Regions from separate parts of the Mus musculus genome. Here regions 1, 2, 4, 5, 6 and 7 are each linked to region 3. The links are chromatin contacts, called in public ChIA-PET, Hi-C, HiChIP or PLAC-seq and promoter capture Hi-C maps. All regions are on one chromosome and are shown on one strand. Each heading gives the region's core, a stretch centred on a gene start, on an enhancer-like site or on the middle of the called end of the contact. The rest is flanking DNA. Distances are from core to core; before and after follow the strand shown. Region 1 holds the start of Rara (retinoic acid receptor, alpha). Region 2 holds the start of Zpbp2 (zona pellucida binding protein 2). Region 3 holds the start of Rpl19 (ribosomal protein L19). Region 4 holds the start of Npepps (aminopeptidase puromycin sensitive). Region 5 holds the start of Mrpl45 (mitochondrial ribosomal protein L45). Region 6 holds the start of Csf3 (colony stimulating factor 3 (granulocyte)). Region 7 holds the start of Lrrc3c (leucine rich repeat containing 3C).

Region 1 (3,212 bases), core at 363-2,862, 910 kb after region 3:
CTGGCCCTAGGCTACCCTCTCAGCCAGGTAGGTTCCTCACTTGTATGGAGGCTCCTGATGATGGTGGGGCTCTGGCTGGAAGGCTTGACGGGGGCACGGGAGTGGGTGCGTGGAAGGGAATGGGTTAAGCGGCGGCCTCCACATCTGGGAGCCATTGACGCATTCTTGCCTGCTGAGCGCATGTTTGTGGATGGATCTGGACGGGACAGATCGGGGCGGGGCGGCAAGAGAGGGGCTGGGCGGGTGGTTCGCCCCGGCGGAAATCCAGACGGGAGCGGGAGACTGCGCTAGCCCAGCGGGGCGGCAAGGGTCTGGGGAAGCGCTGCACCGCTTTGCGGAGTTTTCCCTTGCGTCCGACCTCTGGACAGAGTGTCCCACGGACCTGAGCTGTGCTACCTACCTTCCAAGGCCGCCAGAGCAAAGCCACAGAGAGACAAGCAGATATTCTAGTTCTAGGCCCGGTTCAGACACCCATGCAACCGTGGACAAAATCCCATATGGGCCTCGGACCTCCTGTTCTTAGTCTGAAAATCCGGACATCGGATTAGACTGAGCGTCCCCAGGGTGGAGGCCTGGGTGTGTGGCACTTCCCTTGCCAGTGGGATGTCCTGTGGGGGGCAGTTGCCACTTCTCTGCCCGGGAACTCGGGTGAGGTAGGCACTGCATAGTGGACTCACCCTCCTCCAGTGCAGTGTTAGAGGTGGAAACCTTAACCTCCGGCTGGCCCGGAGGGGGCTTGTGACAGTTGGGAATTGAGGTCTGGAGATGGAGTGTGGTTCAGATCCTGTCCTCCTGGAACATGTATGAACTGCCCTCGGCCCTCAAGTGGGTCTTCTAGAATGGAGAGCGACTCCAGGCCGTCCAAAGAGCTGGCTTGGGGTGACCATATTTCTAGCTACTCGAAGGGATTCAGTTGAGCTAGAAATTTCCTCTAACCTACTCAAGCCGGAGAGGTGTTTGGGAAAGAAGGATGTTCTATGGAGAAGACGGTCTTCCCTTTGTACTTCGGCTTTACAGATGAGAAATACTAAGGTCCAGAGGAGCCAAGTGTTTTGCTCAAGGTCAGATAGCTTTCAGTTTCAGCTGGCCCCGGAGGATTGTGATTAGGAGAGACAGAGACTTGACAGCTGGGGCAGGAGTCAGTGCGTTCTCCATATTACACCACCTCCTTTCTTCCCAGGTTTGGTAGGTGTGTGTGATGTGTGTGTGTCTCTGTGAGTGTGGGCGTGTAGCGGGGTGGGGGGTGGGGAAAGGGAGTGTGTGTAGGATCCCGCACCCTGAGGTTCGTTCACCGCCGAGTCGTAATTTATTCTTTTCTCTGAACTTCACACCGCCCCCCCCCCCACACACACACACCCCGAATCTCTTTCTGGCGTGTTGAGGGAGGGATTCTCCCAGATTCCCACGGTCCGGCCACTAGCTGGAAGCGTCTCCTTTAAGACTCGCCCTTCCCTGGGTCTATTAAGGAGAGAGGGGCGGGTGTGAGCATGAGGACCCGCCCCCGGTTAGTGATTGGCCCGTGGCATGCAGGGGCGGGCCTGCGGCAGGGGGGCCTCCCTCCCACCCCAGCTCCATACCCTCCGCCCCCCCCAGTCTAGGGCTCCGGGTAAAGTTTCAGCCTCTGCACGTGACTCGCCATGGCCGCTGCCGTCGCCCCGCGCCCCTGAGCTGCGGCCCCCCGGACGGCTCCTCTCGGAGGACCCCACACCCCTGACGCCGGGCAGCGCCGCGGCGCCTGCTTGGGGCAGACCCTGTGCCCGCAGACACGCAGACGGGTTGCATCCCCTCGCTTCGAGGTAACCTCTCCCCTGGAACCCTGGGGAACCCTCGATTCTCTCACACTTCGGGGCCCGGTGGCCCACTCTGGATGGGAACTGCGGGCGGGGACTGGGTGCCCGGCAGTTTCGACGGGGACCTGGGGTTTCCTGGACTTCCCAGCCTGCCGCTGGCGTGTCCGGGGTTGGGGAGCCCCGTCTGCGCCGCGTCTTCGCGCGCACAGCCTTGAGGCTTCTGCGGCCGCCTGCCGCGCGTGTCCTCGGCGCTCCAGTCGTGGCGGATCTACTGCTGGGAACTCTCTTTTCTCTTCAAACCCAAACCAAACAAAAAGACTTCTTGAAACCTGTTTGGGGAGAGATCAGATGCCCAACGGACTAGCCCCCTCCTACTCTTTCTCCTGTTACCTGAGCCGCCCTGTGGTTTGGGGAGAATCAGCCAGGGGCCCACCCCCACCAGAGGGAACTGGCTGGGGGGGCGGGGCCCGCTCAGCTGGTGTCTCGGTTGGAGTGTGGGGGAGCCGTCAGAATTGGGTGCGGGAGCCAGAGCAGTTGGGTGAGACGCGCCTGAGTTTTGTGTTACTTGGGGCTTGTGGAAGCCTTTTGGGGTGAGGGAAGGACAGAATAGACTGGCCGACCTTGCTTCGCTGAGGATGTCTGGGATTTAGTGCCACCCACGAGGCTTGGAAGCTGCTAGCCAGATGTGTGTATGTTGAGGGGTGGTTGGCAGATCAGTTTAACTGTGTCTCCTTTTCTCTCTGGGCACTGCCCTGCTGTCTTACTGTTCGTGGGAAAGGGGGACAGATTCCCCAGTGTGCAAGGCTGGGGGTGGGGGCTAGCTCATATGGAAATAATTTAAAAAGCAACAACAACAACAACAAACTGAGTCTTGGGAAGTTTCTTGCCCTGCCCCTCCACTATTCATCCCGTCTTGGATAGGATGCCCAGCATGCTGGCATGGAAGGGATGGTACCCCTTGCTCCTTACCTGATGCCAGCTCCCGATGTTGCAGCCAGATGGCTACCTTCTACCTGTGGACCGTGTGCACATGTATGTGTGGATGTTTTCCAACAGAATTGCTACCCTTTGCTCTCAGTTCTGCCCTTGATCACCCCATCAGCCCGGGGATGGGACTCAGATTTGTCATCTTTTATCTTCACAAGGCAAAACTTGGGGCACGCGAGTGGGGGAGTGGCGGGGGAGGATATTATCCAGTAAGGACTCTGATGTCCTGTGAGGAAATTAGGGTTCAGACCCCCAAACTCCTCTTACTCCTCCAGGGCTTTGTATGGAGATGAAGCACGGAAGGCCCAGATTCGAGTGGGGGTGGCCTGGAGCCTTGGGGCTTCCCCTGGAGGGGTGGAGATGAGTAGGGGGAGGGAGCAAGAAGAGGTTCTGGAGTTATCTATGTAGCTCTTTCTCCTGAGGAATAGGGGGGGA
Region 2 (2,955 bases), core at 442-2,941, 520 kb after region 3:
TGCTTCTGCCTCTGCTACCTGAGTGCTGGGATTCAAGGTATGTGCTACCACTACCCAGCTAAAGGTTTTCTTTTTAATTCTGTATATATGGGAGGGATGGAGAGGGTATATACACGTGAATGCAGGCATCCATGGTTTCCAGAAGAGGGCACTGGCTCACCTGGAACTGAGTTAAAAGGGTGTTGTTGTAAGCTACCCAGCTGGATCCTGGAACTAGAGCCCTCTGGAAAAGCAGATAAACTCTCAACCACTGAGCAATCTCTCCAGCCCGACTATTCTAACACTCTTCTATAAGAGTTAAGATTTAACACATAAGTTTATGAGAATCGTGTGCAATAACTGAGAAGTTAGTAATACTTTGTACTTTTGGAAAATGTTTTGATTAAATCTGAAGTGAGGTGTCTCTGCGGTTATGAACACTGGCTGCTCTTCTAAAGGACCCACGTTTGATTCCCAGCATCCAAATGGCTGCTCACAACCATTGTTAACTCCAGTCCCAGAGGCGACACACTCTTTGGCCTCTGTGGGCAGTGCATGCCTGTGGTGCACAGACAGACAGAAATGCAAGCAAAACACCCATCCACATTTTTAACAGTTGAGGCTAACCCATGAGTCTAGACGTAGTAACTGACAGGGGGTGGATCTGACTCATTGAATCCCATTTCATGCTTGTGCTAGATCGATAAAATTAACAGTGACTAAAAATGAAATTACTGACAAAGGTTGCTCCTGGACCATCTGAGACAGTCCAAATACTGACTCGGCTCAAAGGAAATAAAACTGAAAACTCCTGATCTCACCCCAAATAACCATTCTGCACCCTATCTGAACCTTGGGCTCTCTCCCTAACCAACCTACTCAAAACCACTACTGAGAGCGGTGCTCTACTGCCAAGAGGTAAACAACACCTAAAGTCTTTCAGGTCACCTAAAATAGCAGTCAAGATGGGACCACGCATGATGGGGTTAGCGACTCAATTCAGTAAAGGCCCTGGGTTTGGTCCCCAGCACAGGGTTCAGAAGAACTTTGAAAGACTATTTTGGAGCTCCCTGAGAGTGACTTATCTCACATCAGCTGAGGAAAAGATCACCCGCTCTCGCCTTCCTTTCGAAGGGACCCATTCTCTAAAGCAAAGTTACTTCCGAATAAATTTGCATGAGGGGGTGTCCCTTACATCATCTCACACTCTAAGCTGAAAAAAATAAAGGTTTAACCTTCCTCCACGTGGGAAGGTCTGAGGGCACCCTTCTGAAGCACAGAGGAGAGGGCTCTTCAAGGTCTTGGTTTTGTATGCCAGAAAAATGCAACTAGGTGAAAACTGGATGTGACGTTTTGACAGATCCAGCAACGCTAGCAACGTTAGCTCGGGGTTCCAGAGCTGAGCCCTCGCTTTTAGGAAATTCTCACAAACATCTCCCTTCTTCTGATCGCCAAACTACGGCATCCTTGGGCTGCTCAGAGCCGCCGCCACCGTCCTTAGGACCCACTGTGTTCACTCATCAGTTCCTTTAGTCTGAGGAAGTCTTGAGTTCGTTTCCTTTACTCGTCACACCACCAGGCCGACTAGAGCTAGAGAGCGGGAACACGGGACCCAAGGAGAGGTGCGAAAGGCTCGGAGGGTGCAGCGCTCCGCAACTGCGCGTGCGCCAGGAGGCGGGGCTCTCCATCTGCGAGCGCTTGCCCCGCCCCTCGTGCCAAGCCGGAACACGCAGGCGCTCTCGGGCACAGCCGCCCCCGTGATAGCCTGGGACCGGTAGGGAAGATGCCCTTGGCGGTTTGCTTCGCTCTGTAGAGGAGCGATGGGGAGGCGTTGGGCCTGGCCTGAGGTAGGAGGGCACCCAGCCGTCGCCACTAGTGCCTGAGCCGTGATGCTTGCGTGGGCCCTACTCTACGCGGTGCTCTGGTCTCTCGCAGGAGGTGGGGCTTGGCCCGCAGGCTCCTCCCCCGTCCCTCCTTCTTCGCCTCCGCCCCGCCCCGCCCTGAACCGTGTGTCCTCCAAACACTAATAATAAGCCAGAGGTGTTCTCTCCTCCGCAGTTGGATCGCAACGTTCTTCCTTATTCAATATCAAAGGCTTTGTTTACGGCACGGTAGGGCACCCAGGTAATACGTGCCTCTTCTCACGCAAGGCTTGTCCCAAGAGCTGGGGATGCATCCTCTTAGGTTCTTCAGGCAGGGAAAAGGGAGCTAGGCAGGAGGGCGTCTGTGCTCTGCAGTTCGGGAAGTTTGCATCATTGCCCTCAAAGCTAGTCTTCTATTCCAGTGTTCACCACAGATCTGCCGCTCTGATACCACGTCTCTCTTTCAAATACTTCTGCTTTGTAATGGGTGAAGGCACTTAGCAGAGTGGACGCCCCTCTGGAAGGCTCTTCTCTCCCTCTTGTATTAACCAGCCCTATTCATGCATCAAACATCAGCTCCAGTGTTACTACTCTCTGTAGTTTTCCTACATTCAGGAAAAAGTACTCCAAATTTGAAATAACACTGCACTCCGTCTAGAACAATTCCACATTTAAGGCCTTTCTCTTCCCAACACCACCATTACACTGCCAAACTGAACAATAGACTTTAGAGATTCTGATCCTGGCAATGATTGGACCTTAAAAAGTACCTTGTGAGACTAGGTACTATCTATCCAGTTGAGTCACTGTTGTACACCTTTCTAGTAAACACTGCACAAGACAACAGGAAGCTTACGCGAAATACCAAGTTTTCAGTTTTGAAATAGTTTGTCAGTCAAGCTAACATCCTGTAACATTGATTCCATAGCTCCTTATTGGAGCTATTTATTAATGTGTACGTTAAAAGGAACTTGATCTTCATTTTTCTAGACTGTCACAAAATAAAAATATTACCGACAAAGTACAGTTTAAAGGTTTACTATGGGGAAGCAGCAAAGACTTCATTCTAAATGACAACTAGCATTGGACACGTTACGAAGACTTTTTAAGTACT
Region 3 (3,055 bases), core at 101-2,600:
AAAGACTCTTGATTCAAGTAAGCAAGAGGACCAGAACCCTGATCTAGACCAGGCTGTTCTCAAACTCACAGAGATCCACCTGCCTTTGCCTCCTGAGTGCTGGTACATACTACAATACCCAGCTTGGGTCTAGGACTTTTAAAAAACAGGGTTATTTTTATTTATGTGCATATCCATGCATGCCATCATATCTGCTCTACCTCACTGTGCCAGCGCATGAGACTGGCACAGGGCACCAGGTAGCAAGGAGTTACTGACAGTTCTGAATGTTTACAGGCAGATATGGATGTTGGGAATCCAACTGCAATCCATTGCAAACGCACAAGCCTGTGCCATCTCTAGTCCCACTCCCTGGTTTTTGGGTTTGTTTTTTAATCGGGGCTCCCAATATCCGGGCTGGCCTTGAACTCCATATGTCGCTAAGGGTGGCCTTGAAATTCTGATCCTTCTGCCTCCCAAGTACTGGGGTCTTATTCTGTAGCCCAGATTGCCTGGACCACCTTAAATTTGGGTCCATATCATTTCCTGACAGGATTAAGGGAGTAAGCCAGCTGCTCCGCTCCGGAGCTCCAGATATTTGAACTTTTGGCCCCCAGAACATTCTCTTTGGGTTTTCAGTCAGAGGTCTCCAAAGCCATTCGTCCTTTTTTGTTCTGACAACCCTTCGTTTAGTCAATGTAGGGTCTCCTCACACGGACTTGCTACAGTGCAGATTGAGCCAAACGAGATTGGTTCCGCTTGCTTGTGCTAACGCCTTTTTTGTAATAGTAGATGCATATGATTTTCACAAGTGGATGACAGAAATACGAGGCTTAGGTTCAGACTACAATGGAGATTGAAATGGAAGCATCCAGAGATAGGGATCTGCGGGGGCACTGAGAAAAATCTCTTGGTTTTTGCCTGCGCGCGAGCTACTACTCTCTGGGAGCGAAAGCGGGGTAGTGTCCGCTGGCTCTCCGCCGTCCTTATTCTCTAACACTCCCTTCGCTCCTTTTCTCCCAGCTAATCTAGAAACCTTTCACAGACCGCTAGCCCTCCGCGAAGACCAGGCCGTCCAGGCCAAACCCTCCTCACGCCGCCTGCGCGACTTAGCGTGACTTCCGGCTACCCAGAGGACCACGTGACCAAACGCCCTCACTGCGCATGTGCGCCGCGGAGTCGGACTGAACCATTTTGCCCGACGAAAGGGGTAGGTCTTTTGTGTTTTACAGTTTAAAACTGATTCTCGATCTCCAGTATCTAGGATCACGATTTTTTAGGAAGAAAACAAATTAGTGTGAGATGAAATAAGGTGAAATAGCGTAGCGTAAATACAGACAATCATGGAGTGGGGCTTGGGCTCTCCCCTTCGCAGATAATGGGCGGAGCCTGCGGCCCACAAGCTCTTTCCTTTCGCTGCTGCGGCCGCAGCCATGAGGTGAGCGGGCCCGGCTCTCGGTTCTTGGCCGATGAGGTCGACGGGGCCGACGGGGCCGGCAAGGCTTGGCAGGGATCGGGGCCGGGACCCCGGATGGCAGAGGGGAGAGGGGAGGCGAGCGTGGTGCGGCCGCACCCGGAGCGCGGAGAGCGCGCACGGCCTGGGCCTAGGGAGGGTGGAACGCGGGACGCCGAGGCCCGAAGATCTCCCGCGGGCGCCGCTCTCTGCCTGTCACGCGTTGTGAGGCAGGGCGCGGGGAGAGCAGCGGCGACAGGGCCCTGAGTGGCTCCTCGGCTCGCCGGAGCCCAACAGACCCCTACCATGTAACGTGGGACAAGTCTCGGGCAAGGCCAGGCCTCCGAGTGCGGAGGATGAGGTGCCGGGTCGGCTTCCGCCCGAACGGCTGGACGAGGTTTATTAACGTGAAAAAGAGCCCAGAAAGCAAAGAGCCTCGCCTGTTCTGGGTAAACAGGCTGCGTCACAGTCGAGTCTGATCAATTCGTGTCTGATCCTTAACATTAAAGTCTTCACCGAGCCAAGTACCCGGAAGAGCTTAAGCACCCCTTCCCCCCACCCCAGATCTCAAATGGCTGGCCACTTTGGCCACGTTCATTGCCCAGGTCTTTCTTGGTTTGGATTTAAGGCCTTGCTTTGGAAATAGTTATTAGAGGACAGGAAGGGGTGGCAAAAATTTTAGGTCTAGGGGGTGTGTTTGCCCTTAATAGAAATGTATGCATACTGGTGTATATTTTAGAGGGAAGATTTTGCTTGGAGTGTTTGTTGTTGTTCAGATGTCGCTTCCAGGGCTTACTAGTGCTTTCTGTGTACCCAGTATGCTCAGGCTACAGAAGAGGCTTGCCTCTAGTGTCCTCCGCTGCGGGAAAAAGAAGGTCTGGTTGGATCCCAATGAGACCAATGAAATCGCCAATGCCAACTCCCGTGAGTATGATCTGTCACCCTCACTCACTATCTACCTATAAGGAGATAAGTATGTATGTCTTATACATATATCATTGTATATAGAAATAGTTTATAGGGTGCAACCATCTCGTGTTACATTAATAATTTATGAGTAAAGTGAGTATTTTATGTCCCGTGGAAGTTTTTGATATTTAAAGACTGGAGGATGTTGGATGAGGTTTCAAGACAGAAGCAAGCCTTGTTAGTATCAGACCAAGTACTTTGTTAAACTGCATTTCAGATACACCAATATGCTATGAAATATTTACGAGGTAAATGTTCTTTTTAAAATAAGTATTCCAGGATTTCATCTCCTTTTCAGGATGTTGGGTCAAGGGTAAGAGCTTGACTTTTGTGGCTGGCACTTTACTAACGGGTGTGTTGTGCCTTCCCAGGTCAGCAGATCAGGAAGCTGATCAAGGATGGGCTGATCATCCGCAAGCCTGTGACTGTCCATTCCCGGGCTCGTTGCCGGAAAAACACCCTGGCCCGACGGAAGGGCAGGCATATGGGCATAGGTGAGAATGGTCTAGCCTTTCACTCTGCCTCTTAGATGGGTACACTGGGTAGAGCACTTGTCAGCAAGCTTAAGACCGGTCCGGCTCTACATTCACACTGGTGATATTTTTTCTCCCATCTTGTGCAGTTGCTGGGTGGTAACTATCTTCTTTTGCATGG
Region 4 (3,033 bases), core at 352-2,851, 750 kb before region 3:
ATCTAAGGCTGGCAAAGCCAATGTTCCAAATCTAAAAGCATACTTTTAAGTTCTGTACTTTTACACAGATTTTCAAACTCGAGTATCATACTTTCTCGGCTTTCAAATCACTCAAATTCTAGTCTACGTTTCTCTCATTTCATTGCAACACACACCCTCCCTCATCTTTTTGGTTGAGGCCTACTGGCCTGGCTTCCTCCACCACTCGTGTTCCCCAACCCCTAGCTGGGGTAGGAAAAGAAACGGAACCAATTCTATTTCCACCACTCCTGTCACAGATAGCTATCAAACAGCTCCCAATTTTCATTTCCGATCTCACGTAACACATCATACCCATGGTTATTTATCGTAACCGTTTGAGACCTCTGTGAGCCATCTATATGGATGGTCTCCGAAATCAAACAATACTGCCAGATAATGCTTCGGGGAGGAGGGAGGAGCGTATGATTCACCAAAAAAACTGCAAAGAAGAGTAATGGAATATTTTCACCAGTGGCAGGCTAAGACTGAGAGCTTTCTTTCAGAAGAGGGGACTGCTAAGCAACCGCCACTGAAGCAATAAATCCACCAGCTTCACAGGTTGCGAGAGCAAGGCGGATAGGAGAAGAGGAGCTAGGGTCCTCCGCGGCTTCTCTGGAGGTTAGGGGAGAACAAAGTCACTGCTGCACTGTCATTTGAGGGGAAGGGGGAGGGGGCGGATCATCCTGGAAACCCGGCCCCTGGGCAGGATCAGGCCGGGAGAACTCGGTGAGGCTGCCTGGGATTAACATTCTCGCTCCACTCCCCCCTGCCCCCAACCTTCTAGACTCGCCCCTCCTCGCTCTCAAGTGCCTGATGACCGCCCCTTCCAACCTATCCCCGGCGGAGTAAAGGGACGACCAGGAAAGAACGCAGTCCGCAGGGGTGCCACCGAGCAGGCAGTCCTAGCCCCTTCTAGTTCCCCAGCCCCCACCCAGCCTCTCCCGGAGCTCGGGGCCCGGAAGGCGGGGACCAGGGGCGCTGCACACAGGTGTGCTGGCCCCCCGAGGGGCGCACCGCCCGCAGACTCCCGCAGCGCGGTCCCCGCCCGGCCGGCCGGCTCGAGGGGCGCGCCGCACCCGCCTCCCGCTCGGTCCCGCGGCCCACGCGCCCAACCCGCCCCGGCCTCCAACCCAGCCCGCGGGCGCGGCCTAACTGCTCGCCCGCCCGCCCGCTGCTCGCCCCCCGGCGCCCGAGGGTCGCAGTACCTGGGCGGCGGCCTCCAGCTTGCCCTCGAAGGTGAAGTCCAGCAAATCGGGCTTGAGGCAGAGGCTGTAGTTGATGGGCGACACCTCGGCGGGCAGCCGCTCGAAGGGCCGCTTCTCCGGCATCGCGGCGAGGCCCAGGCTGTGGAGGCGGCGGCGGCGGCGAGAGGAGCGGCTGAGGAGGAGAAGGAGGGGAGGAGGCGGAGGGCCGAGGAGGAGCAGGCGGCGAGCGAGGGAGGGGACGGCGGCTGCCAGCCACATTCACCGGGCGCGGGCGACCGCCTGCCGAGAGCCGCCGGGGAGGCTGGGGCGGGGGACAGACCCAGCGGGTGCCTGGGCCGGGCGGGCGGGCGGGCGGCGGTGCGGGCGGGCTGCCTACGGGGAAGGGGGCGGAGGGGAGGGCAGGGGAGGAGGGCGGGGAGGGAGGCGGCGGCGGCTGCGTGCGCGACCCCGCGGGGCGGGCGCGACCCCGCTGAGGGCGCGCGCCGAGGGCGGGGCGGGGCGGCGAGGCCGCGGTCGGCGAACGGGGAAGGCGAGAGGAGGCGCTTGGCGCTGCACCTGTCGTCGGCCGGTGGCAGGAAAGAGCCACGAAGGGCATGGAGGAGCTCTGTGGAAAATGGAAGCCTACGCAGCGGTCAAGTCAGCGCGGGGGGGTAGGGGACGCGTGGAAAGAGCCATTCCACCTCAGCGGTGTGAGCCCGACCTGAGGCTTTTTTTTTTCCCTAGGAAATAGCCAGTTGAAGGGATGATCTGAAAACAGTTTTCCGAGGAAACACTTAGTTATTCAAGGTCGCTCCAACCAGTGAAATCTAGACCTTTTAGGAGAGTGGTTTCAAAGACTAGAAATACAGGATCCCACGATTTCATATTTAAAACAAGATGCTTCATTGCTGGGCACGGAGGCTGAGGCAGGACGATCATCATGGGCCAGCCTGGACTACAGAGTGAGTTCCAGAATGGTCTGGGCACACAGTAAGATTTTGATTAAGAAAACACAGATGATAATAATGATCAACTGTCTGTTTCCGGATTTTTCCCTTCCTGTGGTGCTAGGCTTTGAACTCAAAGCCTCTACACAGGCTGGGCAAGCGCCATGCCACTGAGCCACACCCCCACGCCCCTTGTTTTTGTTTCTGCTTTTTTAACTGAAAAGACCCTTTACCAGTTGTGACTTCTGTAAAAGTATCCTAACTGTGGCTCCCTCCATTCTGTAGTTATCTCTAAGACCTATGTTTAAATCAAGGCAAAAATATTCCTAAAAGCGTATTTCTTTTATAGAAACTTGTAAGGTAGAGTCAAAACTAAACAAGCACTGTCCTACAGACATGACACTGTGAGCCACTAGATAGAATTAAAACAACAGAAGTTATTGCACCTCATCTCCCTAGCCCAATATATTCAGATTATAATTTCATCATGTAATGCATTTTAAAGATGCTAATGAGGTGCCTGGCAGTGGTGGTACTGGCTTCTGGAGGCAGAGGCAGGCAGATCTCTCTGAGTTTGAGGCCAGCCTTCACTACAGAGTGAGTTCTAGGACAGCCAGGGCAACACATGGCTAATGCCTACTGTATTGGGCAGCACAGTTGTGGATCCTCAACCTGCCCTGCTTTCCTCCAAAAATCCTACGTGCTTTTTAGAAACACAGATGCAATTCTTAAAGAGACGGGCCTTTAATATGTCTGGAATACTTGCTAACACTTTACACGTTCATTTTATCTCTCAGACGCTCTGTGAGGTGGACCCCCAACCTGTTTTATATATGCAAAAACAGGCACATAGAAAGATCATGACTTGCTCTAGACCTGTG
Region 5 (3,122 bases), core at 372-2,871, 710 kb before region 3:
ACCCTGTCTGGAAAAAACAAAACAAAACAAACAAACAAACAAAAGTCTCACTAGGAAAAATGGGAAAGAAAAGTCTGCCTTATAGGATTTCCTTTTCACTGTTGTTTAAGAGATTTTTAAATGTGTGTGGATGCTTAGCTGCCTATCTTTATGTGTACCATGTGTGTAATGCCCTCAAAGTCCAGAAGAGGGCATCAGATCCCCTAGAATTGGATTTACAGGGGCATATGCGTCACCATGTGGATGCTGGGACCCGAACTTGGGTCCTCTGCCAGAGCAGCAAGGACTCTTTTTTTTTTTTTTTTTTAAGATTTATTTATTTAATGTAAGTACACTGTAGCTGTCCTCAGACACTCCAGAAAAGGGAGTCAGATCTTGTTACGGATGGTTGTGAGCCACCATGTGGTTGCTGGGATTTGAACTCCTGACCTTCAGAAGAGCAGTCGGGTGCTCTTACCCACTGAGCCATCTCACCAGCCCAGCAAGGACTCTTAACACCTGAGCCATCTCTATAGTTTCTATTTTCTTTTTTAGTTTTTGTTTGTTTGTATTTTTCTGAGGGAGGGTTTTCTCTGTGTAGCCCTGGCTGTCCTGGAACTCTCTTTGTAGACCAGGCTGGCCTCGAACTCAGAAATCTGCCTGTCTCTGCCTCCCGAGTGCTGGGACTAAAGGGGTGCGCCACCATGCCTCAAATTTTCCAAAACAGCTAATCAAAAGTAACAGTGACCACCTAAGAATCCATCTCAGAGTGAACCAAATCATATTAGGTACTGATAGGGAATTAGCTTGCAGTAGCCGAGAAACTGAGCAGAGGCCAGGCAGACATGGGTTAGGATGTGTTACATAGTCTGTGTGGCTCCAGGATGACCTGGTTATCACACTGGGATTCCTTTAACCACTGAATGTGAAGCGATTTTGGAGTTGTTAAACTCTATGTACCTGACTCTCAGTTCTGCCAATTATTTGTTTAAATTTGAATTACATATTTAGTATCTCTGGCCCAACCATATATGTAAAAGCAGGAATATTTATTGCTTGTGGTGAGGATTAAGTTGATATATGTAAAATGCTTAAATTGCCAGGCGCCTAGTAAACAATTTTGAAATACCAGTTATTACCAAATTTGGTAAGTGGTATTTTTGGAAATGATATGTTTTGGGAAATGACAGATTCTTGTTAACCCACGTGCCTTTTGCTTTTCAGTAATCACAGCGGTCAGCTTCCCTAACGGAAAGGTATGAAAGAATTTTCACATAGAAAACTAGGTTGGTTAAAGGTTTAAGGTTATACTGCATTTTGAGGTCAGAAACACACCCAGAAACTATCATTTTCGCCCTAAATACCTCCAGTGAATTCCTTGTAATGAAAGAAAACACTTATCTTAAAGGCTTCTGATTTCAGAGGGAAGCACTTTTTCGTTTTTTTCACCGATTGTAAATAAGGTGTAACAATGTGTTAAGGAACCAGGAATGCAGCAACCAGAGTCCCACAGAAGCCTCCTGCGCAGGCGCAGCTGGCTCTCCCCGTCTCCGACTGGCGCGTGACAGCCGTGCGGTTTACCCTACTTCCAAAGTGGTTTCATTGCGCACGCGCGAACCCACTGCGCGTGCCCGCGCGCCCCTCCCCTGGAGAGCGTGCGCGTGCGCGCGACTCACCTTTCGGCCTGGGGCGCGCGCCCTGGAAAATTCCACTCCCCAGCTCGCTCCGCCCTCTGCGCCTTTTCTCCGGCTCGGTGATCTGCGGCTAGGCTAGCATCCCGGCGGCCTTTGCGCGAGCAAAATGGCGGCCCCCGTACCTCGGGGCTTGTCCTCCTTATACAGGACTTTGGGATGGTGGTCTCGGCAGGTGGGTAGAAATGAAGCGAATGAAATTTTTAGGGACACAAAGAGGAGGATAGAGTAGAGGGGAATAATCATGCTGTGGGCGTTGCTGAGTTTGGACCATACGAGTCAGACTTCATCTGGAGAAGAATTTGAGGTGTATGCGATCCCCTCTAGACAAGTCTCTCTAGACAGCCTAGACGAGGCTGAGCATTAAGCTTCTTTACGTTAATTCTAGTCTTTGGAGAGAAGATGTTAAAAAGGAAAGTAATGGCTTGGAAGATGAACCAGCTCTTTTACATTCTTAAAAAATTTTTTTTTGAAAAGGATAGGAGTTTTGTCTTATCCTAGAGGGAAAAGGTCACCTGACTTCGTAAAAGTTTATTGGTCAGTTAGGAGCTAGAAGCAATTTGCTTCTGAAAAAGCAAAACAGAAGTGTGGGGGAAATGCCAGGGAGATCTTGTTTAATGCTTTAGTAATAGCATTCCACTCTTTTCAGAAATGGGTTAAGTGAGGTTTACAATTAAACTGAAAGTTCTTTGGCACTAGGACCTCTGCTTTAATCATCTCTGTATACAGTAGTACTGCAGAATGTATTAAAGGAAAGTTTTTACTGTTGATTGATGTGAATACAGGTTATTAATTGGCTTGTGGCAAAAGCCATCCCTAGGTGTTCAAAAAGTAATATCGTTTCTCCATAATAGTCATTTCATAACTCCTGAAGCATTCTTTAATGGGATGTCTTTCTATAAGACTTTGCAAACAGTTTGCTCAAGATAGATTTATCCTTTCCAAATCACCTATACGCTAACTTTTTTTTTTCATCTCCCAGCCCATTCTGGTGACTCAGTCCACAACTGTAGTTCAAGTTAAAACCAAAAGCCGTTTTAGACCCCCAACTCCTGAACCCAAGTACAAAACAGAGAAGGAGTTTTTGGAGTATGCCAGGAAAGCGGGATTGGTCATTCCACAGGAACGGTTGGAGCGCCCTATACATTTGGCCTGTACAGGTAAGGAACTATTTCTGGGATCCTGGTTCAGTTCTCTATTGTCAGAGGTCTGGTGTATGCTTTAGACTCTGATTGATAGCAATAAATTAACCACTAAGTGGGGCTGGAGATATGACTTAGCGGGTAAGAGTACTGACTGCTCTTCCAGAAGTACTAAGTTCAATTCCCAGAAACCTCACTACCATTAGTGGCTCACAACCATCTGTAATGGGATCCGATGCCCTCTTCAGGTGTGTGTGTCTGAAGACAGCTATAGTGTGTACTCATATAAGTAAGTCTTTTTTAAAAAGAT
Region 6 (3,139 bases), core at 589-3,088, 670 kb after region 3:
AGAGCAAAGGGGGCTTGTGCAGCTCATCAAGGCCACCCCTCATCTGCAGCCCACCAATTGGTAGACAGAACAAAATAATGGCAGCAAAAGATCCCCACCACCCCCTACACCGTGGCACTCAGCCTTCCTAATACCGAGCCCTTTAATTCAGTTCCTCATGCTGTGGTGACCCCCAAACATAAAACGATCTCATTGCTACTTCATAACTGTGATTTGGTACTGTTATCAATTACGATGTAAGTATCTGATACGCAAGATGTCTATCTGATATTCTATTCGACCCCTGTGGGTCTTGAGTTTGTGACATATAAAGTAGGCAGCTGTTGCCAGTTAGCATGTTTTAAGAATTAAATCTCGCCGGGCATGGTGGCGCACGCCTTTAATCCCAGCACTCAGGAGGCAGAGGCAGGCAGATTTCTGAGTTCGAGGCCAGCCTGATCTACTGAGTGAGTTCCAGGATAGCCAGGGCTATCGAGACAGAGAAAACCTGTCTTGAAAAACAAAAACAAACAAATAAACAAACAGAATGGGAATCCCTTGGCCTGTCCTCTCAAGCAGAGGCTATGTAGTTAATGTCCATGACATCTGTGGCCACCAGAGGGCACCCTAGCCCCAGAGTTGGCCCCACCCCATCAGGTATGCCTCAACATCAAAAAATGTCTATATTCCTTGGCCCCACCTTGGTGGGGGTGAAATAGTTCAGAAAGTACCAGATCGAGATGCCATCAGTCAGACAAGGAATGCCGTCCTCCTTTTTAGGTAGTAATACCCTGTTGGGACTGAGAGCGACTGGGATGTCCCTCCATCCCTACTACCCATGATTGGGCAAGGCATTTCCCTTTCTGGCCCAGTTCACAGAGGTGAAATCACCAAGGTCTCTTTCAGAGCTAACACTGGGCAGAGTTCTAGGATGGGAGATGCAGCTCCTCCTTTCTCACCTCAGCATGCATCGACTCAAGCCAGCTCACACCACTGCTACATAATGAGCAGAGATCGTCGGGACACTCCATGACCCAGCCTCCGACGCCCTCCAGATGCCCCAGACTCCACGACATCGAGGTAATGTGCCAAGGGAAGCAGAAAGGCAAGGTCAGGTGAGCCAGGAGCCCCAGAGGGTCTTGATTCATTCAAGACAGACATCCGGTTTCCTCTGGCCTCTCTGCCAGGATCCAGGGGCTTAAAGAAATGAGTCATAATGGGGGGTATTGGGGAGTTCCCAGCTAATCAGCCTGGGACAGAACGGCCTGAATGCTGGACCAATTTATTTTTATCCAAATGTGGGGCAGGCGTAGACAGCAAGACCCTACCTAGGGTGCTGTGGAGGGCTCCCAGAAAAGCAGGAGGCAGCCACCAGGAAGCTTATGGGTCTGAAAAGAGGACAGGTTCTTTCTTCTCTCGGGATGTTTGTCCCAGGTATAGGTGACTTGAGAATCACAAATGAAGGGCAGAGGGGGCTCCCCAAGCACGTCTGCCAGAGGATGGAGAGACAGAAGCAGTCTTGATCTGAGCACCCATTCTTCCCCAGGGTCTGAGTTCCTTGCTATCCCCTCCAGGGTTTCACCAGCCTTGTTGGACAACTCGGATCCAGATCCAACACCCTGCAGCGATTCAGGCCTGGGTGTGGCTGGAAGAGAGGAAGAGAGTTTGAGGGGGGGACAAGACGTCAAGGAAGGAACAGAGATTCCCCGATTTCACAAAAACTTTCGCAAACAGCTTTTCCCCAACCCCCTGCATTGTCCTGAGCTATCATCAAATTTGCATAAATCCTGGGAAGTTATTACTAAGCCTGAGTTGCCCCAGCCCCAGGTAATTTCCTCCCGGGGCCTTGATGGCTTTATGTATAAAGGCCCCCTGGAGCTGGGCCCTGGCAGAGCCCAGAGCTGCAGCCCAGATCACCCAGAATCCATGGCTCAACTTTCTGCCCAGAGGCGCATGAAGCTAATGGGTGAGTGCCCTGGTTACCTGCCCTGGGTGTGGAATGGAGAGAGGCCGGATAACAAGTGCCTCAGACCCGTCTGTTTGCTCCTAGCCCTGCAGCTGCTGCTGTGGCAAAGTGCACTATGGTCAGGACGAGAGGCCGTTCCCCTGGTCACTGTCAGCGCTCTGCCACCATCCCTGCCTCTGCCCCGAAGCTTCCTGCTTAAGTCCCTGGAGCAAGTGAGGAAGATCCAGGCCAGCGGCTCGGTGCTGCTGGAGCAGTTGGTGAGTGGGGTTGCCATAGGTGTGGAGGGAAGGACTTGGGGGGGGTAGCGGGGGAGGCAGGAGCACAAATGAGAAGAGGGCAGACTAGGAACACACAGCAGTTGACAGTGTTTGCCCAGTGTGCACAAGAGCCTAGATGGCACCCTCAGAATACTGACAGAAACATTGAGGAAGGGAACATGGGGGGAGAAGGGCACAGGAAAGAGAATGAGTAGAGACAGCAGTGGGACCTCTGGATGGGACAGTCCTTAGGGTCACTAGGAAGGTAGGGAGCTGAGAAGCCAGGAGGACCTGAGCTGGACAAAGAGCCTGGCCCAGGTGAGCACCCTCAGTATCCTTCCATCTACAGTGTGCCACCTACAAGCTGTGTCACCCCGAGGAGCTGGTGTTGCTGGGCCACTCTCTGGGGATCCCGAAGGCTTCCCTGAGTGGCTGCTCTAGCCAGGCCCTGCAGCAGGTGAGTATTTTCGGAAAAAGGAGGACCAGGAGGAGAAGGGGGAGGAGGGGGAGGAGGAGAAAGAGGGAGAGGAGGGGGAGAAGGGGGAGGAGGAGGGGGAGGAGGAAGAAGAGGGGGAGGAGGGGGAGGAGAAGGAGGGGAAGAAGGAGGAGGAGGGGGAGAAGGAAGGACTACATCCTACTATTTGGGCTCCTGAAGAGAGCAAGCATCCCAAGATGTACTGCCTAACCCTGCTATCTTCCCCAGACACAGTGCCTAAGCCAGCTCCACAGTGGGCTCTGCCTCTACCAAGGTCTCCTGCAGGCTCTATCGGGTATTTCCCCTGCCCTGGCCCCCACCTTGGACTTGCTTCAGCTGGATGTTGCCAACTTTGCCACCACCATCTGGCAGCAGGTGAGTACCATCTGGAGGGGGTCATGGCAGCACACCTGGGCACCCTGGAAGCTCTCTATATTTTCAGAGGCCTGTTTTTTGGGAAGA
Region 7 (3,171 bases), core at 319-2,818, 570 kb after region 3:
TTAATTAAATTATTATAACAACCCAACAAGGCTCTTAACCTTCCTAATGTTACGACTGTTTAATATAGTTCCTCATGTTGTGATGACCTCCCCAACCATAAAATTAATTTCATTGCTACTTCATGGCTGTAATTTTGCTACTGTTACGTTATAAATAGCAATGTAAATATCTGTTCTCCAGTGGTCTTAGGTGACCCGTGTGAAAGGGTCGATTGACCCGCCCCCACCCCAGGCTGGTGTGACCCCATAGGCTGAGAACAACTGATCTACATCCATACCCATGACTTCGGGTCACCCCTGTCGCTGCAAAACACAGCAGGTGAGTGGAGCAGGAAAACCTGTGTTGGTGTTGCAACCATAAAGTCAAGTCAGACAGTTCTGGAAAATGTAATGAAAACAATAGCTTTTGGACTTCACTGCCACAAGCTCGCTCACGTCCATTCTGCACGGAGCCCCTCCATTCTGCCACTGTTCACTCACAAGGGCTCAGACATAGACACAAAACACTCTCCGGAGTTCAAATCCTTCCTTCCGGCCACCCCCAGGACATCAGGAGAAGGGATGTAGAAGAATGGTGGGACCCCTGCAAACAATCGTTAGGATGAAGGGTCCTTGAATAAGTCATCGCAGTCTCAGGCTTGAAGAAGGATTCAAATTGCCATCCTGGGAGCCCAAGAACATCTGGGTTGGCCTCTAGTTCAGTACTGAAAAGTTGGCAGGAAAACAATTCACCACATCAGACTTAAAGAGCTTTCAACTCCTAGAGCGACCATCTACAACAGCAAACTGAGACTAAACCACAGCGCCTCCTGGTGGTCAGAAGGGTTGGCCCTGTGAAGATTCAGGGGCATCCTCTGAAGATGAGGAAAAGACCGGGTCGGTACCAGGGACCTACAGAGAACAAAAAAAAAAAAAAAAAAAAAAAAAAAAAAAAAAAAAATAGCGGGAGGGGGCTTGTGCTGCAAGTTGCTGAGAGGGAATCGTAGGATTCTGCACCCAGGGCAACCAAACCACCATCCTTTTGGCCAGCCAGGCTCTGGGCAAGAAAAGGAGGTTCTGGGAGGCCATTCTCGCAGCTGATAGGAGATAGCAACTGCTAAGTTATGAGAGGAAAGCCTGGGGCAGGAAATGGAATCCAGACCTGTCTCCCGAACATCAGGGTCTGGGATCTGCTCTCTCTTGGCATTGCCTGGCCAGGCCATGGCTCAGGTATCTGACACCTGGGGCCTAGAGTCATATGCCAGGAAACTCTACACTCTTGGGCCCCAGGTCACAGCTTTCAGCTGCTGAAGCAAACAGGACTTCTGAAGGAAGAAACGGGTCTCCAGAGCCCACTGGCAGGGGGACTACTTCCGGAAAAAAGGCAGGAGCACAGGAGAGGACTCTGCCACCAACCAGGGTGAGAGGCAGGAAGGAGAAGGGAGAGAGGTGGGAAGGTGAGCTAATCCAGGAGCTGAAGCAGGATGGGGTAGATGCTTTCAGAAAAGGGGGAGTTGATGTGCACAGAAGGCGGCGCCAGAGGCACCCGCTACCTACTTGTATATTCTGAACAACCTGGGATCTATCGCTAATATGTCACTCTTGTGACACGAGTGCCAGCCAGGCCGCCTCCCTGGTGTTTACCTGGCCTCCCTTGGCAGTCATACAGGTACTTAGAGGACAAAAATGTTTATTTCAACGAAGGAAATGAAGATTCAAGCAGAAGAAATAGCTTGGACAGGCCCCTTGGGCCCATTTCAGCAGGGCAAAGGGACAGAAGGACCTCACAGATTAATCTAGAATCAATAGAACCCAAACGTTCCAAGTCTAAGGGATTCCTTCCCCCGGGGTCCTGTTGAAGAGAGAGAGACAGAGACAGAGACAGAGACAGAGACAGAGACAGAGACAGAGACAGACAGAGGGACGGTCGGACAGACCAATGGACCTTGGGCTAAGAGAGCCCTGAAAGGACAGGCTTGGGTCCAGAGAGGGTCCACTGAGGGACTCTAGCAGGAGCGAGTTTCAGTGGGACGTAGAATTCTAACTTTGCTCTTCTGTCGTAGGTTCGTCTATTCCCCAGCTTCTCCTCCACTCCAGGATTATGTTTATCTGCGACCATGCCCCTACTAGCTCCTCGCCTCCTGCCCCTCCTGCTGGTGATTGGCACCGGGGGCTCTGTGCCCCGCCCCCTGGCACTGCCCCAGGGCTGCTACGTAGCAGAAGAAGCCGGGGAACAGACATTCCGCTGCAGCCGGGCTGGTCTGAGTGCCGTGCCCAACGGTATCCCCAACGACACCCGAAAGCTTTACCTGGACGCCAACCAGTTGGCATCAGTGCCAGCTGGTGCCTTCCAGCACCTGCCTGCCCTGGAAGAACTAGACCTGTCTCATAACGCTCTTGTTCATCTCTCAGGGGCTGCTTTCCAGGGCCTGGAGGGCACTCTGCGCCACCTCGACCTCTCTGCCAACCAGCTAGCATCTGTGCCTGTGGCAGCCTTCGTGGGGCTGCAGATCCAAGTGAACCTGTCTGCCAACCCATGGCGCTGCGACTGTGCCCTACAGGAAGTGCTCAGGCACGTCAGGTTGGCTCCAGGCTCCGGGACAGGCATTGTGTGTGGTCCAGAAGCCCGACCAGATCTCGTGGGACACGAGTTCCTTCTGCTCACCAGGGAGGAAGAGCTGTGTGGGACAGGACGAGGTGGGACCCGAAGGAGCACGGATGTGGCCCTGTTAGTCACCATGGGGGGCTGGCTGACACTGGTAGTGGCTTATCTGATCCGCTATGTGTGGCAGAACCGAGATGAGACGCGGCGCCCGGTCAAGCGGGCTCCTCCCGCGCAGCCTGTGCGCTCAGAGGACTCCTCTACACTCAGCACAGTGCTCTGAGCTCTTGGCCCTATGCCCCAGCCTTTCACCTACTGCTCTACCACCTCCTCTGCCCCATCTGCCCTCTATCCCAGCTGTTCTCAAGCCGGGGATGGGGTAGGGGCGTGGAATGACCCTTTCACAGGGGTCACATATCAGATCTCCTGCCTATCAGAGACTTACATTACGATTCATAACAGTATCAAAAGTACAGTTATGAAGAAGCAGCTTGCTCTCTCTCTCTCTCTCTCTCTCTCTCTCTCTCTCTCTCTCTTGGTTGTTCTTTGGAGCACTTTGGTGCCTGGATTTGGGGGCCTGGATTTCTTGG

Evidence for each region. Promoter capture Hi-C pulls out the DNA fragments that hold promoters and counts their contacts. A called contact is a pair of places that touch in the nucleus more often than the background predicts. ChIA-PET counts read pairs in DNA pulled down with a chosen protein or histone mark. HiChIP or PLAC-seq counts read pairs in DNA pulled down with a chosen protein or histone mark.
Region 1: an RNA polymerase II ChIA-PET map of memory CD8 T cells shows a contact between it and region 3, with 7 read pairs. The contact joins the promoter of Rara here to the promoter of Rpl19 in region 3. A contact is called at or near these places in 1 of 39 promoter capture datasets (pre-B cells) and 2 of 115 datasets of contacts at active chromatin or transcription factors (memory CD8 T cells and pancreatic cancer cells).
Region 2: a contact with region 3 is called in a Hi-C map of CD8 T cells, with 2.8 times the contacts expected there. The contact joins the promoter of Zpbp2 here to the promoter of Rpl19 in region 3. A contact is called at or near these places in 1 of 39 promoter capture datasets (pre-B cells) and 1 of 484 Hi-C or Micro-C datasets (CD8 T cells).
Region 4: an H3K27ac HiChIP or PLAC-seq map of regulatory T cell precursor shows a contact between it and region 3, with 6 times the contacts expected there. The contact joins the promoter of Npepps here to the promoter of Rpl19 in region 3. A contact is called at or near these places in 3 of 115 datasets of contacts at active chromatin or transcription factors (embryonic stem cells, pancreatic cancer cells and regulatory T cell precursor).
Region 5: a contact with region 3 is called in an H3K27ac HiChIP or PLAC-seq map of stem cell-derived epiblast-like cells, with 4 times the contacts expected there. The contact joins the promoter of Mrpl45 here to the promoter of Rpl19 in region 3. A contact is called at or near these places in 2 of 115 datasets of contacts at active chromatin or transcription factors (bone marrow-derived macrophages and stem cell-derived epiblast-like cells).
Region 6: a contact with region 3 is called in a promoter capture Hi-C map of liver, with 4 times the contacts expected there. The contact joins the promoter of Csf3 here to the promoter of Rpl19 in region 3. A contact is called at or near these places in 2 of 39 promoter capture datasets (liver and pre-B cells) and 1 of 115 datasets of contacts at active chromatin or transcription factors (pancreatic cancer cells).
Region 7: a contact with region 3 is called in a promoter capture Hi-C map of erythroid cells, with 8 times the contacts expected there. The contact joins the promoter of Lrrc3c here to the promoter of Rpl19 in region 3. A contact is called at or near these places in 1 of 39 promoter capture datasets (erythroid cells) and 1 of 115 datasets of contacts at active chromatin or transcription factors (large pre-B cells).

Annotation. Positions count from the first base shown.
Region 1 is chr11:98,936,084-98,939,295 of GRCm38.p6, forward strand. It overlaps Rara (retinoic acid receptor, alpha), which reads left to right and starts at 1,613. Exons shown (of 9, transcript NM_009024.2): 1 at 1,613-1,796. Gm46294 reads right to left here. Exons shown (of 3, transcript XR_003949771.1): 2 at 1,841-2,119; 3 at 1,180-1,458.
Region 2 is chr11:98,549,406-98,552,360 of GRCm38.p6, forward strand. It overlaps Zpbp2 (zona pellucida binding protein 2), which reads left to right and starts at 1,692. Exons shown (of 8, transcript NM_027061.2): 1 at 1,692-1,917; 2 at 2,038-2,103. The coding sequence starts at 1,869.
Region 3 is chr11:98,025,574-98,028,628 of GRCm38.p6, forward strand. Rpl19 (ribosomal protein L19) reads left to right here and starts at 1,351. Exons shown (of 6, transcript NM_009078.2): 1 at 1,351-1,417; 2 at 2,250-2,356; 3 at 2,773-2,895. The coding sequence starts at 1,413.
Region 4 is chr11:97,278,975-97,282,007 of GRCm38.p6, forward strand. It overlaps Npepps (aminopeptidase puromycin sensitive), which reads right to left and starts at 1,602. Exons shown (of 23, transcript NM_008942.3): 1 at 1,227-1,602. The coding sequence starts at 1,484. It overlaps Gm11592 (a long non-coding RNA gene), which reads left to right and starts at 1,720. Exons shown (of 3, transcript XR_001780313.2): 1 at 1,720-2,167.
Region 5 is chr11:97,314,095-97,317,216 of GRCm38.p6, forward strand. Mrpl45 (mitochondrial ribosomal protein L45) reads left to right here and starts at 1,622. Exons shown (of 8, transcript NM_025927.4): 1 at 1,622-1,845; 2 at 2,653-2,830. The coding sequence starts at 1,780.
Region 6 is chr11:98,699,475-98,702,613 of GRCm38.p6, forward strand. Csf3 (colony stimulating factor 3 (granulocyte)) reads left to right here and starts at 1,839. Exons shown (of 5, transcript NM_009971.1): 1 at 1,839-1,945; 2 at 2,030-2,202; 3 at 2,552-2,659; 4 at 2,906-3,052. The coding sequence starts at 1,906. It overlaps Gm38985 (a long non-coding RNA gene), which reads right to left and starts at 2,036. Exons shown (of 3, transcript XR_001780319.2): 1 at 1,963-2,036; 2 at 939-1,624.
Region 7 is chr11:98,596,723-98,599,893 of GRCm38.p6, forward strand. Lrrc3c (leucine rich repeat containing 3C) reads left to right here and starts at 1,569. Exons shown (of 2, transcript NM_001195544.1): 1 at 1,569-1,648; 2 at 2,043-2,864. The coding sequence starts at 2,097. The coding sequence ends at 2,864.